Linked DNA regions of Mus musculus: region 1 is linked to region 2. The links are chromatin contacts, called in public promoter capture Hi-C maps. All regions are on one chromosome and are shown on one strand. Each heading gives the region's core, a stretch centred on a gene start, on an enhancer-like site or on the middle of the called end of the contact. The rest is flanking DNA. Distances are from core to core; before and after follow the strand shown. Region 1 overlaps Lnpep (leucyl/cystinyl aminopeptidase). Region 2 holds the start of Lix1 (limb and CNS expressed 1).

Evidence for each region. Promoter capture Hi-C pulls out the DNA fragments that hold promoters and counts their contacts.
Region 1: a promoter capture Hi-C map of second pharyngeal arch cranial neural crest shows a contact between it and region 2. The contact joins the enhancer-like site here to the promoter of Lix1 in region 2. A contact is called at or near these places in 25 of 39 promoter capture datasets (the 3T3-L1 cell line, 3T3-L1-derived adipocytes, the C10 cell line and 14 more), 1 of 15 datasets of contacts at CTCF or cohesin (CD8 T cells), 23 of 484 Hi-C or Micro-C datasets (the C2C12 cell line, CD8 T cells, the G1E-ER4 cell line and 13 more), 17 of 115 datasets of contacts at active chromatin or transcription factors (acute myeloid leukemia, astrocytes, a beta-TC-6 cell line and 7 more) and 4 of 9 other capture datasets (adipose tissue, liver, macrophages and 1 more).

Annotation. Positions count from the first base shown.
Region 1 is chr17:17,547,619-17,551,509 of GRCm38.p6, forward strand. The region is part of intron 11 of Lnpep (leucyl/cystinyl aminopeptidase); the gene reads right to left. Among named protein-coding and RNA genes, the nearest start is that of Gm41537, 58 kb to the left of the region's middle. Within about 2 kb of position 1,548, at least 3 of the 459 cell types and tissues checked have an H3K27ac peak or open chromatin away from gene starts, as enhancers often do. A contact at or near this core is called in second pharyngeal arch cranial neural crest, where this site is marked.
Region 2 is chr17:17,401,150-17,404,911 of GRCm38.p6, forward strand. Lix1 (limb and CNS expressed 1) reads left to right here and starts at 1,537. Exons shown (of 6, transcript NM_025681.2): 1 at 1,537-1,877. The coding sequence starts at 1,796.

The sequences.
Region 1 (3,891 bases), core at 298-2,797, 150 kb after region 2:
CAAATGAATGAATACATAATGACTAAGGTCATAACAAATAACTTCAAACCACATTAAAATATGAATGATATATTATCTTCTGATCTTAAAGTAAAAATATACATTTTTTAATTATATAAAAAAACTCATCTAAACCCAATGATAATGTAGTATATATTTACTGTCATGCTTGTTTGAATTAATGGCATATTTCCTACAGTTATCTTCCATGTGTTGATGTTCATCCTGCATTTTCACCTTTAACCTTCCCACCCCTTCATTTCCATTGTCCTCAGAAGCAATGCCCAAATAGCCAACTTTTCATTTCAGGACTTGCCCCACTTTAGTCCTTTTCCTGTTTTGAAACATTTAAATTTTTTCCTTATCATAATACTTATATAGTGAATTATTTTCATACAAATTGCTTTAGAAACACATTTTAACATGAAAGATAGGTTAGTGCTTGAAGTTTTACTTACAGTTTATCAAGTTCAAAAGCATAAATTATTAGACTTTATCTGATGACTCCTTTTATTACTAATTTTGCTGATATTGTAGATGTTCTGAAGATGGAAATAATTCTAATTATGTCCTAATAGAACTACCAGTCCTTTTAATTAAAAGATTCAATATTTATTTCTTTTTTATTCTTGACATAGTAATAGATGGAAAGTATCAATTAGGTGAAATAAATTCACATTACTCTTTTTTTCAGGGTAATATGTAGTTCTGGGAATTATTAGTGAAGGAAAAAGTCATGGTTGCAGGTTAGGCCACTGCAAATAGGCTTCTAACTGATGAGAATAATTATATCATTAGCTAATCCAAAAAGGAGCAATATTTGGGTTAGCAAGTATAATCTTGTATGGTGCTTTTAAAGATAAAGCCCAGGAAAGAGGTATTACACAGCCCCATCTCCACTGACCTCAAAAGGAATGCTAAGCATGGCCTCCATTTCAGTGGATGGGGTCATGAATGGTGGAATAATGAATATTTTCACTGATGAGCAAGGACTATTCTGCAAACCTGACCAACTCCAGATAAGAGAGAGAAGAAATACAGCAGAGAGTATATTTCAAATTGTGACTGTTATCAAGTTGCCAGAATATTAGCAACATAGCCAACAGCAGGAGATAGTAAGTTTATCATATATAGTATGAACTAGGACATCAAAACCATAGGTATGAACAAATAATTGCTTTATATATAAGGATGAAACTGGTTGCTAGCTCAAATGTATATGAGACTACTTTTATAAGTTTTAAATTTATTATAATCATAACACATTAACAGTTTGGTTTTCATAGTTTATTGTAAAGTAAAATAATAAAGTTTGAGCAATTTAATTTTAAATGGCAAAACCCCATTATTTCTGACAAAGTAATCTAATTGTGATTTTAAAAACCATTTGTCTATAAGCTATGAAAATCAAATACTGTTTTATGAAGAAATATTGGAGTTCTGAAACAAAGAAATAAAAATACATGTTCTTACTATAAAATTAGGAACTATGACGTCCAGCGGATTAGAATGCTATACAGCTTAGCCCTAGCAAAAGCCCAGCCTTCTTTGTTTCACTTCCTTTCCTCTTTATCCTATTATGTAGGAACAAAGATAACAGCACATAAAAGTATGGCAGTAAACCACCTCCCTTTTTTTTCTTTCTAATTGTTTTTCCTTCCAATGATACATCTTCTAGTTTCATAGAAATATTTCTCGAATGGTGACATACTTTTCCAGAAACATACAATTTCCAGTTCGAATTAAATATCGCGTAGTTAAATATTTTGGGTTTAAAAATATATATAAAATGTAGATAACAGAAATGAAGGACAAAGTAAAAATTTTTTAGCATAACCTAAAATATGACCCTCTCTAGCTTGTTATTTTGTGTAACAATTACTCAAAAACAACGTGTATGGGAAAAGGTGACAGAGATGCTAAATGGACTTTATTGCACGTGACTGAACCAGTAAACCAAGCTCAGAGCCTTCCTGTACACCTCAGAGACCAGAGGATCTTATAGTGCCATAATTATTCTCTACTACATTCTGAGGATAGAAAAAGAAACTGCAACTAAGTTGAGAGTAATTACTATTGGGGTGTCAGGGGCCAAAAAGATTCTAGGATCCTTAGGGTCAAGCATTTCCTTATAAGAGTAGAATGTTTTCAGTGTGTACTCAAAATCTGAACTGGCAGAAATTAAAGCAGCAACAGTCACAAGGGAACTATTAGTGACAATTATGTCAAATTAGGCCAGTTCCAGCTGCAGATTCAACAATTATATTCCTTTTTGTATATTCCCTTTTACTATGAGTTTTACCAATGAAGAAAAATAAGACATTTCATTTGGCTTTAAATGTTCTTTCTTGAAAGTTTTTATAGTCAACATTATAATTGAATGATTTCATTTATTCATTCATTAATTCTTTATGCACTTACTACTAAGGTGAGTAGTATTCACCAATGTGAATTTACCAATTGCATGTGATTTATAAACCACAATATTTACCCTCAAGGGGAGATAAATATAACATGGGTAGAGACACAAGTAGACAGTATTTACAGAATATTCTGAGTAGAAAGTACATACTGTTATTTGAAACTATAAACTAGAAATCTATCTTTTCTTGGGATGCAGAGGTCTTTGAGGAATGAGCCTTGGCTTAGCTAAGGGCTGAAGAATGAAAAGGAGGAAGTCAAGGGAGTGGGAAGTCAGGGTGTTCTTCAAGGAGAAAGCATAGCACACAGACGAGTTTAGACACAAATATGGCCTGTTTGAGGTGCTGGAAAATATTCGGTGCAGCAAAAACAGGTAAGAGAGATGCAGAGGGGAGTAGGAGGCAGAGTGGGAGAGGGACACAAAGAAGAAAGGGAGGGGGAGAAGGAGGGAATAGAGGAGGGGAGGGAATAAAGGAGGGGAAGGAGCAGGAGGGGGAAAGAGGGAGGGAAGGGGAATGGATGGAGGGAGAAGCAAAGGAAGAGAGGCAAAGCAGGAGAGAGGGGATGGGGGAAGTGTGGAGACGGGGAGAAAAGCAGGAAAAGAGAATGCATAGTGGGGGAGGGAGGAAGGCAGGCAATGGTTCACACATACAGGTCTCTCTACATTCATTTGTTGAAAGCTTAGTCCCAAGCTAGAGGATCTTATTTATCCCTGACAAGGAACTGCTTATCTCACTGATAAGTTGGTAGGGAATGGGCACTTGGGAGGGAGGGTCTGGAGGAAGAGAGTTACTACTCTGGAATGTCTCCAGACAGGTATAATCTGCCAATTTTTTTTTTTCTTCTCTTCTCCCAGATGCCAGGAACCTGTCAAATTGTGAGCTAAAATAAATCTTTCTTCCCTTTAAATTATGTTTGTTATTCTGTTATAGCAACTAAGACTTGACTATGGTAAGGAATAAGTAGGAAAATGTAGCTATTTTATACAGCGTGAATCTCAAGAACAGTTTACCACATGCACATATAAACAGAGCTTTTTAAAGAGCCGACAGAAGCAGATTTCTTATTGCCTATTTCTAATACCAACAAAAAATTAAATACTATTTTGAAGTTTGCAAATTTCTTTACTGGCCCCTTTTAAATGCTGCATTGCATTTAGACTACACTGATATATGCCCAGTAGGGACAGTTACTCCTCTTCTTTGGGTCAGAGCACCATTTTAGGAACTCCTAATGTTTAGAGTTCTGTTTCAGCAGGGAAGGCAACACTTTTTCACACTTTAATCAAGGACATGGTGGGATCCTTATCTGCCCCCAGCACTATACACAGTGCGAGTGCTGTGTTGGCAGTGTGCTCTGCTGCAGTGTGTGGAGAAGCTGCAAGGAAATGGCACCCTCAATGCAGCTGGCAGCTGCCATCTTCCTACACGGAAGAGCAACTTAGTGTCAAGTACCTGATCACAAACCTAA
Region 2 (3,762 bases), core at 287-2,786:
CAAGGCATATATAGCATACTTTGTGACCCAAAGTAAGTCTCTTCACATGAGGTTCAAGCATATATATGAACTATAAATAGATCTATGTATCATTTCATTTTGTCTATGTGACAATCCTGAATTTCTTCTCTGGGTGGCCTAAATTTCCTGTGGGTATTTGTCAAGGAATAATCATTATAATAGCATTTATTATCACTGCTACTTTTTCCTTCTCTGTTTTTTATTAAGCCCACCCTTCTACAACTAGCTGAAGAAATTGATCACATGAAAGACATTCTATTTATATAGTCTTTAAAGAATTAGTTTCACAATAATGGAATGTGAAGATTGGAAGGAACATGAGACAACAATCTGTGAGTTCTGTGTAAAAAAAAAAAAAAAACTTCAAATGAAGCAGCAAAGTCCTTCACAGCGCCTCAACAACAAGAGCATACAGCTAGTAAAGTTGGTTCGTTTGTTTCTGATATTACATATTCCTGAAGTGTGATATGTGATCACATGACATGTTTGTCTCTTGTCAAAGTGTTATTTTACACATGTGTACGGATCTGTAGAGATAGGAAAGAGTCTCATTTGCTGAGTTCTTTTAATAACTTTCTATTAAACTTTTCTTTTAAAGGTATTGCTTTTTGCTCTTAGTCGATAGAAATTCTTGTCACTGTTGTTGCTGCTGTTGTTTTTGGTGTTGCTGGTGGTGGTGGTGGGCTGGTGGTGTGGTGGTGGTAGTTGTAGTGTCTGTAGTCTATGCAGGTGTGTATGTAAGAGCATTCCAGAGAATGATAGTAGATAGCTTCTATCACTCTCCACCTTAGTTTTTGAAACAGCATCTTTCAGAGAATATGAAGCTACCCATTTTTGCCAAATTGACTGGTAGACATGTCCTGGGAGCCACCTGTCTCAGCTTCCGGACCCTAATGTTACCTGTACATGCAGCCATGTATATGCAACCATGTCCTGCTTTCACTTACATGCCAGGAATTTGAACTAAGTTCTCTTGCTTTCACAAGAGTCCTGACACCCTGAGCCATTTCTCCAGATCTCACCATTAAATTTTTAACAGAATAAATTATGAGAGAATGATATCAGGATTAATTAAAGTCAATCTTGGGAACGATTTGTCTTGGAGGGTAACAGAAAAAGAAATATGGTCAGGCAAAGTATAAAAGAGTTCACTAGGGATTGCTTGCTACTGCTCACCAGAAGTGACTGTCATTGCAGGGAGGATTCTGATTTCAGAAATAATGCATTATCTCACTCTAATCGTAATCTTTATAGTTCCTCTTTCCCAAAGGGGAATTTAGATTGTTGGTTGTAGTGGTTATTCAATGATGGCAGTCCCAAGCCTTCCCCTTGTAATTTAGGAACCTGCAGGACGATGCCTTCTTGAGTACCTATTCCGGGGGCAGCACATTTAAAGAAGGAAGGCTGAAAGAAATGCCCAAATGGGAAGGCAGCACAGCATCCAGGCAAAATCTGGTTGGAGAAGAAATCTGTTCTCATGATGACTGAGCTTCCCCAGCCTGCCTGTAGGTGGGTGTGTTTAACAGAACGAAGCCATGGGAACCAGCCTGTCAGCCAGCCTTTCAGGCTAATTAGCTCAGCATACAACAAAGATAAGTGAGCCTGAGAGGAGGGCCCTGAGGGTCTTTAGATTCTGGGAAATGTCTGATTGGCAGATGTTAAAAGGGATTCTTTAGTAATCCACTGCATCAATGAGCTGCACAAATTCAGTCCAGAGCTGCAAGAATTCAGGCATGAGGAGACTGTGCAGGAGGCTTGCACAGGCAGACTCGAGATGGACAGAACCTTGGAATCTCTGAGGCACATCATTGCCCAAGCCTTGCCTCACAGAGACCCGGCTTTGGTCTTCAAAGACTGTAAGTACTGAAGGAAAAAAAAAAAAAAAAACCTTTTTTCCCCCCCTGACTTTTTAGAAAATAGTCCTAAGTGTCTAGTCACATCTTGTTTAACTACGATTTCTGCTAGATCTTTGTAGTCGTGTTCTGTGGGCTAAGCAATATTTAAATTGTTCCCGACTTCAGCCAGGAGAAGGCTTTCCTTTTACCTACGCCCACAAGACTCTGGGCTGTTTTGCCAAGACAGTACTGTGTAGATGACTTTTTCTAAAGTCTAAAACCTGCCAAGTCTTAATGATCTTTTCCAGATGCTTTTTAAATAAAACAAAGCTGAGTGGAACTCAATGAAAACTAAAAATAACTTGGAAATGATAATTAAAAAATGCACTGCTCGTTGTTCATCTATTTAATCTTTCACACCATAACTAGACACATTAAATCAGGTATTGTTTTATCTAAAAGTATTGTAGCAAACAAAATTTAATTTTAACCACTGAGCTCCTAAATTTTAATAGCAAATTATAATGCCAATAAAATGTGATGCCTTCTAACTTCAGCCTCATTCCCGACATCCCCACCCCCACCCCCACATGGCATGGCAAAGTTATTTTTAAATCTTTTTCTAAAATGATTATGAAAAATAATTCAGCCAATCTTTACAATTCCAGCAATACTATTAAACCATTTGTCATATAAGTTCGCTTCTGGAACCAATTTGATTTCTCGCTGCTGCAAAACAGACTATCTTCATAGTGTATCTTATCTACAGTGGGTGTCAGATTACAAAGGGCTTCTGGAATAGAATTGCTCTTTGGATCTGCCCAAAAGGTGAAAATGCATATGGAATGTTTTTAGCCTGCAATACGTTACAGCTTCCTTTCTTGTGACTCTAGTGATGTGTGTCTCCATCAAAGTATCAGTGGTTTGGATTCTGCTTTCTGATTAGTGAATAATGCCCCTTTCCAGATGTCCCTGAAGCTTGTATTTCTCATATGTGTGATGAAAAAAAAGCAGAGAGAGAAAGAGAGAGAGAGAGACAGAGAGAGAAAGAAATGTCTGGCCTCTTTATTCTATAAAACTTCCCTCTTAGAAATTAAATTGTAACCAATCTGTCCTCTAAGGCATAAAATGAAAGCTACTTTCTTTCTCAGTTTAAAAAAAAAAATGTTGCCTTCAAGCATTTGTCAATAGCTATGTTAGAAATAATAAAAGTCACTCCATCTTCAAGCTTAGCCTGGCGTCTATTCTGGCTTGCTATGTTTCTCCCAGTGAAAGAGAAGGAAAGAATGTCTTTCTCCTTCAATGCATTCAAATCTTAGTGAAGGGTGAAAGGCTTTGGCATGTCCAAAGCTTTGGATAAATTGTAAGAACTTAGACCTAGAATTTGGAGAGCAGAAGAAATAAAAGGAAATGGAAAGAAAAGTTCAAATATGACGTTGTATGGTCCAGTTCTTAAGCTGAACTAATTTCTTCCAATTGCATACAGTTTAGAAGAGAAACTATGAGTTGTTAAAGGGACAATGTCTGTCACCAAAATTTTTGCAAGAACGCTATTTATTTTTTGCTGTTGTTTTCTTCTGAGACCCTTGTAAGCCACACAGAATGTTTTTTTTCCCATATGGAAAAACTGTGTCACATTTCATATATTTCGTTCATTAACAACAAAAATCCCAACATTAGTATGTGTCATTGTGGACTTACTCTGGAATGAACCACTTGCTCTGCCGCTGCTCTGTCCAGTGAGTGTGAATACGAGAATGTTAGATCCTTTCCTTTCCAGCTTTTCTAACCTGGAAATACAATGACTGAATGATATAAGCTAAAGGGCAAATGTCTACCAATCTTAGAAATGGGTTTGCTTTCTGAGTCAGGACATCAGATGTCTGCTTGAGGATCAAGCCATACA